Linked DNA regions of Mustela erminea: region 2 is linked to region 1. A link is a contact called in public Hi-C data. All regions are on one chromosome and are shown on one strand. The core of a region is the stretch at or near the end of the contact, and the rest is flanking DNA. Distances in the headings are between cores, read along the strand shown.

Region 1 (4,651 bases), core at 1,357-3,856:
TTCTGACACTTCCTGTCCCGTTTCTCTGTGGCAGTGGTGGGGGGTAGTGGGGTTGAGGAAGGGTGGCGAAGACAAAAGGAAGCCAATTCGCCCCCCTTATATGTATGGGCAAACTGAGGCCCTCCAAAGGGAAGACTTGCTCAAGGTTACCCAGCGGGGGCAGGCACACCTGGGCAGCTGGCCCTCCCCTCCCCGGCTGCTCTCTTACCAGCAGGTGTAGCTAAGGCTGGAAGTCCGGGGATTGGGAGAAGCCCTGAGTTTCCCAGGCTGGAAGAATTTCCTGGTGCTAACCACCCCCTCCTGGCAGGACCTGGCCACTTAAAAGAGCCTCAGGGCCTTTCAAATGCGAGGCCCAGGTGTTTGTGAAGGCTTTGATGGGGGGGTTGGAGAGGAAGGGCTGCTGCATCTTTTAGATATTAATAAATTTCCCCTAACAAAAGGCCAGGCCCCCTCCTGCCCCTCTTTGTTTGGGGCTCTAGATGGAGGAAGAGCATGGGATTGCTAATTTGCTGTAGGCTCAGGAATGGCCTTCACAATTCAAGGTGCCTCTTCCCACACCCTGGGGGCAGGCTCCAGCCTTGTTCACAGAGCCCCTGGCGCCAGCTCCGTGGTCCCAAAGGGGAGTCGTGGGGAGGGAGAACCCTCTCCAGGCCCTCCCCGCTCCTTCTAGGACAGGTCCCAGGCCCCAGCCATCGTCCTGTGCAGACTCCTTGCCCAACCTCTTAGCTGCAGCCTGGGGTCCTGGGCATCCAGAATGGGTGATCCTAGAAGTCTGGCCTTCTCTTCAACCAGATTCCCAGTTGGCCATTGCAGGCCTCTAGGAGGCTAGGGAGCCCACCAGCTTCACCTCCCCACCCCACCCCCCACTTCCCCTGCCTTGCTGTCTCTGGCTACCCTTGCACTTGCTCACTACCCTGGCCCCCGGGGCCCGAGATTCCTGGTCTGTCCTCCCTGGGTCCCAGCTTCCTATTTGTCCTGCTTTTCCCGTTCCTGCTGCTCCCAGACAGGCTGTCCTGCCACCTCACCCTTCTCCCGCCTCTGCCACCTCCCAATAGCCCCCGCCCCTCCCTTTATTGACCTCTGGTGGCCCTGGCTCAGAGCAGACCCCAGCCAGGCCTGACGGCAGTGGGAGCAGATCAGAGGAACTCATGGCCGTATGGTGGACAGTCCACGGAACACCTCAGCCCTGTTTGGAATAGAACCCTAGCCTGGAATGCTAGAATGGCCTAGCAGGGGACAAGCCCAGTGCCTGCAGAACCAGGCTGAGGGGCCAGGTGAGCGAAGCTGTAGGTGTGAGCGGGAGAGCAGGTGGTGACTGGTCCCCAGAGAGGGTGGCCGTGATGAGTCAGTGGTGGGGACCTGGCGCACGAGAGAAGAAAGCCTGCCTCTCTTCTGGGGAGGCCGTCCCCTACAAGCATGGACCCAGGTTGCCAGATAGCCCAGCTTTTTAAGAGAAGTTGGAAGTTTGGATTTCTGTGAGAAATGTCTCATTTTTCTGGCTCTGCGGAGACTGGGGATTAGCAGGGCTGTGGCCCGTGGTGACAACGTATGGGAGCTGGGGCCAGGCCCGGGGTCCCCACCCCTAATCAGTGTTTTGCTCTCCTTCTCAGCTGATCTCTGTGTCCATGGCCCCCTGACCTGGGGAGACTCAGGGCGGGTGGAGGGGCAGCGAAGGGCTGGGAGGCAGCATCTGTGCCTGGCTCAGGTGTGGAGAGAGTGTCCTGGGGCCCTTCATTCCTCTTCTAGGAATGTTCTAGGACTCACGAGAGATGGTGTGCTCTTGGGGGTCCCTGGGAAGCGCTGAGATGGGGCACTGATCATCCGCAGTCCCTTCTAGCCTGTGATCCGTGAGAGCAAACATCTGGGAGGCCGAAGGTGGAAGGGGAGCAGGAGAGGGCAGGGGAGAGGGCCCCACACGATTAGGGTCAGCCGTATTCCCAAGGTCAAGTCAGGGTCAACAGCACCAGGGTCACACAGTCACCTGTGTTTGGTTCTCAGTAGGTCCTGCCCCCTGTGTTCCCTCCTACCACCCCAGCCAAGTTCACCTTTTGTGGTGCCCTGAGCAGGCCCAGGCTTCCTGTTCCAGTGTCTTCCCCATTCATCCATGGGACCCCAAGCCATCCTTTTAGGTCTGTCCTCCACATGCCCTCCATTCCCCATCAGGTATGGGCTCCTGGAGCGTTCAGGGAGCCTGGCTCAGCCCTACACCTGGGGAGTCGTGACAGCCCAGAGACAACCCCCTTCATTTCTGTGCAGTTGAGACACTTACAGTGCTCTCCCCAGTCCCCCAGCCTCTGGGACCATGGCAGGGCATCAAGGAGGGGGCTCAGACGACTCAGCGACACAGGCCTGGCTTCATTCCCAGCTCTGCCCCTCCCTGGCCGTGTGGCCCTGGGGACCCATAGTGCCTGCTCACAACTTTACCCAACACAGCAGCAACTGAAAGCAGTGTGCTGGTGGCTCTAGCGACAACCAGCAAAGAGTTAAGACAGCCCTGGCCCCTCTGAATTTCACGTGACCTTGTGTTGCTGAGCCTACGGTTTTGCGGTGGACACTCTTCTCCAGACTCATTTTTTGCCGGTGGCTCATGGAAAGTTTGGCTCCTTGAGCTCCAGGCCACTCCCTCTGGGGCCTGAGGCCTTGTTGACGCTGGTCCTGCCCTGGAAGGGCGTCCAGGGCTGCCTGCCCGCCTGTGGATCCTTGGCCAGCACTCCACCCGCCGTCCCCCTCCCCGCCCCCCTTCTGTCTCCGCCTGACTTCCTGCAGCCTGACCTTCTGCCCCGGGACAGGGTAGCAGTCCACCCCCTTTGGCCATACTGAGGCCTCCTCCCAGTGCCCCATCCAGGGTTGCTTTCTATTTGAGGGAAAGAAAGCCTCTGCCCCCGATGTCCATGGCATCTGCGAGCAGCCTCCCTTTGAGAACAAGAGCCAACAGGAGCCAAGGCAAGCTTGGACTCTGCTTGTCAGAGCAGAGCTGGATCTGCTGCTTCACCTCTGACCCCCAGCATCCTCAGATGGAAGATGTGGACAATAGCCTTCCCCCCTTCAGGGAATAAAGTGGGATAATACAGGTGTTCAGTGCATAGTTAAAAAAAAAAAAAAAATCAGGGTGTAGTACAAACCGTGGTAGGTAGAAGCCCTGTAATGGGATGGTTCTCACGAGCCTCCTGTCCCTTGTGCAGATCAAGAAACTGAGGCCCAGCTCCTGCCTCCAACCAGTAAAGGGGGAAGGAGGGCGGGGACGGGTGTGCTCAGAGCCAGGGTCAGGCAATGATGGCAGGCAGAGGGTGAGCTGCACCTTCCCGTTCCATGGCAGAGTGCCTTGGAGGCGGGGCCTTGGTGTCCCCATCTGTAAAATGGATGGGTTGGAGAGCCACAGAGGGGAACAGTGTCCATTCCTCAAAGCTGGGTTCTGGGATAGGCCACTCTTTCTGGATGGAGTTAATGATTAAGGGCTCTAATGGCTTCTGTGACGGACGGGGAGCTCCTGCCAAGGCCACAGGAGGTGTTGATGAAATGTAGTAGGGCAGCCCTAAAATCCTCCAGGCCCCAAGGCTGGCTTTGACCCTGACTCCACTGACCCAAGGTCAGGGTCTCACAGAGTTTTAGGAATTGGGGTGGCAGGAGGCAGGGGCAGGGGAGGGGCCAATGGTCAATATTGATCTAGCTGCGTCAGGGGAGTGGGTGGGGAAGCGGGAAGCCTGGGGTGGGGCTCGCTGATAACTGGTCTTCCAGCTCCCAGTGTGGCTGTGGGAACTGGGAATGGGGTGCTTGGTGCAGAATTCCCGAACTGACTGCTTACTGAACTACAGCTGCCTGGAGACCAGCCCAGTCTTCCTGCATCCTGTCCCCTGAGGGTAGGGTCTAAACATCTGTATTTTTAGCCTATTCCCTGGGGGATTCTGCAGCAGCCAGCACAGTTCCCGTATTTGGGGAACCACAGGTTCAACCCCCTTATTGTAACGTGAAGAATCTGAGGTCCTGAGAGGAAAAGGAACTCACTCAGTGTCACACCGGGAGAGAATGATGGTAATTCTCCTTTTTTCCTTGGGTGAAAGTAGTCAACTTCTAGATCATTCCATCTACCCCTGGCTGTGGCCCAAAGCCCAGGAAAGGATGGTAAGGCCAGGATGCCCAGAGGAAGGTGGCTTCTGAGACCTTGGTAGGTCCAGATGGAGGAGGGAGGGTAGGGCTTATCCCAGGAGGAAGGACAAGGAGCAGGGGCCATTCCCACAGGTCTGGTCCTGCCCTACCCTGCCCTGTACAAACACTCCCAGCACCTGCTGGGGGATGTTTCCTAAAGGATTTAGGGTCTGGGGAAGGCCATTTCCATTGCTGGGGACCTAGCTGTGCCCCAGAAAAGCACATCCACAACAAAGGAAATTTGGGACCCACTCTGACACTCTGGCCTCCCACAGCCTCCTCCCTAGCCTCATCTCTCCCCACCCCTACCTGATCCACTGTTCTGGGCTCTCAGACTTTGCCTTGCCTCCACCCCACCCCCCATTTCACCCTGTTGAGCATGGGCACAAGGCCTCCCCAGCACCTCCAGTCATTGCCATGCTTCTGCTCCTTCCTCTGGCTCTGATAGACCTCGCATCTCCAGGCCCAGCCCCCACCCCAGCCCACCGTGCACTCTGGGTCACCGCGT
Region 2 (4,651 bases), core at 891-3,390, 68 kb before region 1:
ACAGACTGGAAGCCATGGCTTTGAAGCCAGCTTGCCCAGGACTTCTAATCTTAGTGCCTCTAGTTCCCAGACCTTAGAGTCTCCAGCTATGCTGTGTTCAGGCTGCGGGCATGTTCACCCAAAGGCATCAGGAAATCCGTGGGAAGCAATTCCCAGGCCTCCAGTTCCTGCATTACTTCCCAGGTCACTTTCCAAGTCCCTTCCCTGCAGCTGGCCCAGTTGTCCAGGTTCCACCCAACCCCAGAGGTGGTCTTGATTAGGGAGAGTGGGGCAAGGTAGCTCAGAGTAGGGCACACAGGACAGGAGAGACTCAGGGGCCCCCCTTCTGGGGCCTGGAGGGAACTGGGGTTGGATGCCGGTGTCAAGTGATTGGTTCCTCCTCTCCCTGCTAATGTCCCCTGGGCAGGATTCTGTAAGCCACGTCCCCCAGACCTGCAGGTGCTCAGCTAGCCAGCCAGGCACCTGTCCTTGGTAGGCTGTCGGCTGGTCCCTGGTGGCCGGTGACCGTTCACTGCCTGGTTGGCCACCCAGCCCCCCGGAGCACCGACAGCATAGAACAGGCAGTACTGAGGGAAGGGTGTGCTCACAGAAGCCCAGCCAGGACTTGGGCGCTCATAGCCAGTGAGGGATCGAGGCATGGGAGGGGAGCCCCAGACCGGAAGCAGACCAGCCAGGCTGGTACCCCAGAGTACTGAGAAGAGATGGGACACGGGGGTGACTGAGCTGAGTGAACAGTAGAAGGAGGCCTCCACTGAGCACCGCAGGAAAGGCAGGAAATCGAGGCTCACAAGCACAGCAGTGTCCCTGGGCTCCCAGGCCCCAGTGCTAGTTTAACAGCCTTGGCCAGCTCTAGGGTTCTGCTCAGTGCCTCCTGGGGGTCCCCTACCCCTTTGACAACAGGAGCTGGCATGACACTTGGAAGCCACAGTGTACCTACCTTTGAGGACAGGAGCTGGCCTGGTGCTCGGAAGCTGCATGGTGTCCTGCAGAGTTAAATATAGGGGTAAGGGCTGAGTGGGCACAGTCATTGCAAAATTGGACTTAGCACCTGGGTCCTGCAGAGGAAACCCCAGCGCAGACCACCAAGCCTCCATGTCTATGAGGCTGAAGTCGAAAGCCACCCATGTCCCATGATCAAGAGGATACTCGCCCGAGTTCCCACTCCCTGCATGGGGCTGGGCCTCAGGGCGAATGGACCAAACTTCGCCTCTGCCTCTACCTCTCCAGTAGCCTTGGCTGAACCCAGGCCTCTCTGGGCCTTAGTTTCTCTTTATGTGCAGTGGGAGTGGGGGACTCGGGCTGGATGGTGTCCAGGGGCCCGCCAGCTCTAACAGCCAGTCATCTGGGTGACAGTTCCAATACCAAGCTCTTATCTGCCAGGACAAATATTTGGGAAAGCGTGATGAAAGGCCTGGGGGAGCAGGAGGGGAAAGCCAGAACCCAGAGAACTCCCACAGGCTCCAAAAGCACAACAGGAAGTGGAGGCGGCTGTGGGAAGGGAAGCGGGGGAGTCAGGACTGCGGAATGTGGGGGGGGGGCACCCCCATGCCTGGGCCCCCTTTACTCAGCCCCAAGCTGCACAGGGAGGCCTAGGGGAGAGGGGCCAGGGGCTGAGCCCAGGGGCAGCCCCACTGCACGGGAAGTCTTCAGAGGTCCTTGGAGACTGCTGAATCCAAGCTCCCCCACCTTCACCCCCGAGGGTCCAGACAGGGAAACCAAGGCTCTGGATGGGAAAGAAGTTCACGCAGGATGACCCAGCAGAGCTTGTCCAGGAGGGAGACAAAGAGATCTGGAATGATGGAGGCAGAAAGAGACAGACACAGAGACCAAGAAGGAGGATGCACATGGTAAAGGAGGCAGCCAGAGACAGAAGAAGGACCACAGAGAGACAGATCGACTCAGGTGGGATTCTGCTCCATCCCTGCCCTTAGCAGCTCCATCTGCGGATTCCAGACAACCACCAATAGCCAAGCTGGCAAGGGTCTGCCTGCAGCATCGATAAGAAGGTGACCAGAAGGAGACAGGGGTCACAGAGCAAGAAACGTGGGAAGAGACCGCGTGACCAGGCACAGGGCGCCTCCCGGGCTGCGGGTCTGCTGACTTCCCTGAGTGGCTGCCGGGCCAGGCCTGGCTCTTCAGGCCACGCCCACATGGCTCTTTACTTCCCAGTCTAGGGCTGGGCTCCAGGTCTGAGCCCCATGGGGGCTGCCTCCTGTGCCATCGCTCTCGCTGTGTCCTCAGTTGCCAGCTCAAAATGGGATGATGGGGAGTGGGCCACTTATGGGGGCAGCATTTACCCCTACTGCCCAGCCCCCCAGGAAGCTCTCTGAGCAACTCTGCTTTGCCCTTCCTCCTCCTCCCCATCCCTTCGACCAGCCTGCCTGAGGGTCTCCTCATTCCTCCCCATTCCTCTCTCTTGACTCTTCCAGAGACAAAGCCCAGCCCTCCCACAGCACCCCCACTCCCGTCCCTCCTGCCCCAACCTCTCCAGCTGGATGCCAGTCTTCCACCAGCAAGAGGGATCAGTGCAGAGGCAGAGCCAGCAGCTCCCACAGAGGCCCATGTGCCCCTAGCTGGGTGCCCCTCTTGCTCCCCCCTTCCTGCCTGAGATCCCAGCCAAAGAAAATCATTAGCAGCCCAGGCTGGGGGAGGGGGTCATCTCAGCCTCCCTGCCGCTCCCCTCCCAGCCTCCCTGGCTGGCCACACTGTTTATTATTCTAAAGGAGGAATTTGGTCGGCTGGCCTGGAGATGGGAGGTCACTGCGACCAGGGCTGGCCTGGCTCTGGAAGGCTGGGCCTTGCAGGCTGGGCCCCCAACTCCCCTGACCCTGGCTCCTCTCCTGCTGGGCGTGGGGCCGGGGGCAGCTCAGAGTTTCTGAGACTCTGAGCCAGGAGGGGCCCTCTTGAACAGGCAGCGGCCCAGAGAGGGACAGAATTGTGGCCTAATCACACAGCAAAAAGGCAGAATCAGGCTAAGGAGAGGATAGTCTGGGCAGAAGTGCTCAGGGCCAGTGTAGATGCTCCAGGGATCTTGGACCGACTTCTCACTCTAGGAAATGAACATTTTGGCTCCAGTCACAAGGGATCTCAGACTCACCGTGAGACTCAGCAAGTCTCCTGCCTTCTCTGGGACTCAGTTTCCCCCCCCATGAATACAAGGAGAAGTTTGGAAGGGGCAACTCAAAGAGCTACCCTTGTCCTAAAACTGTGCTTTTCACTTGCTAGAGAGAAGGTTCTGGTCACTGTTATTCTTGCTGGGGTGGTTTAGGGAGGTGAGGCCGATGAGAAAGAGGGGGCTACGTTACCGAGGCTGGAGTCACGTCAATCCACAACCCATCTCATTCCACAGGTTGAGTTTCCCTGACCATTTGGTCACAGACACGCTGTGTGGACTTTGACAAATTGTTTCCCTCTCTGGGCCCCACTTTTCCCATATCTACAATTGGGAGTTAGCCGGCCTTTCAGGGGACTTTGAGACAAATAAACAGGTGATCTGGAAACCCAGGAGGTGGCAAAAGAAAAGGTAGTGTGGACAACAGAAGGACTGGGAAGAACAAGAGTACAGTTTGGGGGCCCCAGACTCAACCTCCCAGGCCCATCTTAGATGACTCCCTGATACCCCCAGTTATTTACCCAATGCCTTATGGACCTCTATGCTTCTCAGAGGCTGCTGTAGTGCCAGCCAACCCCACAGAGGCCCAAGCAGCTAATTCGGAGGTTGTAGGCTTGCCTGTGACAACTCCCCCTTCTTCAGGGGGAGAGCTGCTCTCCAGGGAGGAGTCACCTGGGACAAGATGGATGTCACAGTCAGGATGCAGGCACCCTCCTACCTGCCATACTCTCCTGCCTGGGGAGGCCCCTGAAGCAGAGAGAGGGCGGGGACTCTCAGGGATCCCCTCTTTGCCCATGAGGAGGGTGCTGAGGGCCAGGAAGACCTCATGATTCCTCTTACTGGTGGGGGCAGAGGTCCAAAGATGGAGTCATTGTCCCGCTCCTCCCAGTGAATTAGAAGGACCCGTTTGGGGGAGCAGAATGTGGACCCCAAATCTGGGGAGCAGGCATGCTTGGGGAACCACTCTGAGCCCAGACTTATGTCTTTCCAGCTCCTGTGATTCTTTCCCACCACCTTAATCTAAATAAATCCAGTCCTCTGGACCACATCCGCCAGCAGTAGCTTCCCTCCCTCGGGGTCCCGAGACTCCCACGACACAGGGAGGCCAGGGAGGAGGGCTCCCTGGCTGCCAGCGGTGGGGGAGGCTTGCACACGGCCGGCATGCTCTCACACACCCCAGAGCCCCACCTCCCACGCACTCACACGTTGCTCGGAAATACACCCGTGTGCACCAGGCCATGTGTGTGCCCAGCCCTCAACGCAGGCACTGCACATGTGCGTGCCCACACAAATCCCACGTGCACACAGCTCCCCGGCACCCGGCACACATGGCCGCACACGCGCTCTCGGCGCAGACTGCTGCCTGTGCGCTCTCCCACACACCCATGGGCGGGGTGCACACGTGCCACAGATCACATGTGCACCCGGCCCCAGCCAAGCTGCACACGTGCAGGGGGGCCTGTGTGCACGCAGGCCTCAACACATCCGAACACACAGCCACAACACCCAATACAAGCCAGTGCTCACCAGCCGACTCTG

Evidence for each region. A called contact is a pair of places that touch in the nucleus more often than the background predicts.
Region 2: a Hi-C map of fibroblasts shows a contact between it and region 1, with 8 times the contacts expected there. The contact joins two enhancer-like sites. A contact is called at or near these places in 2 of 3 Hi-C or Micro-C datasets (fibroblasts and spleen).

What each region holds. Positions count from the first base shown.
Region 1 is chr3:122,714,241-122,718,891 of mMusErm1.Pri, reverse strand. No RefSeq gene overlaps it. Among named protein-coding and RNA genes, the nearest start is that of SLC6A7, 20 kb to the left of the region's middle. Within about 2 kb of position 2,606, the one cell type or tissue checked has open chromatin away from gene starts, as enhancers often do. A contact at or near this core is called in fibroblasts, where this site is marked.
Region 2 is chr3:122,781,295-122,785,945 of mMusErm1.Pri, reverse strand. PDGFRB (platelet-derived growth factor receptor beta) reads right to left here. Exons shown (of 23, transcript XM_032337337.1): 2 at 938-983. Among named protein-coding and RNA genes, the nearest start is that of PDGFRB, 15 kb to the right of the region's middle. Within about 2 kb of position 2,140, the one cell type or tissue checked has open chromatin away from gene starts, as enhancers often do. A contact at or near this core is called in fibroblasts, where this site is marked.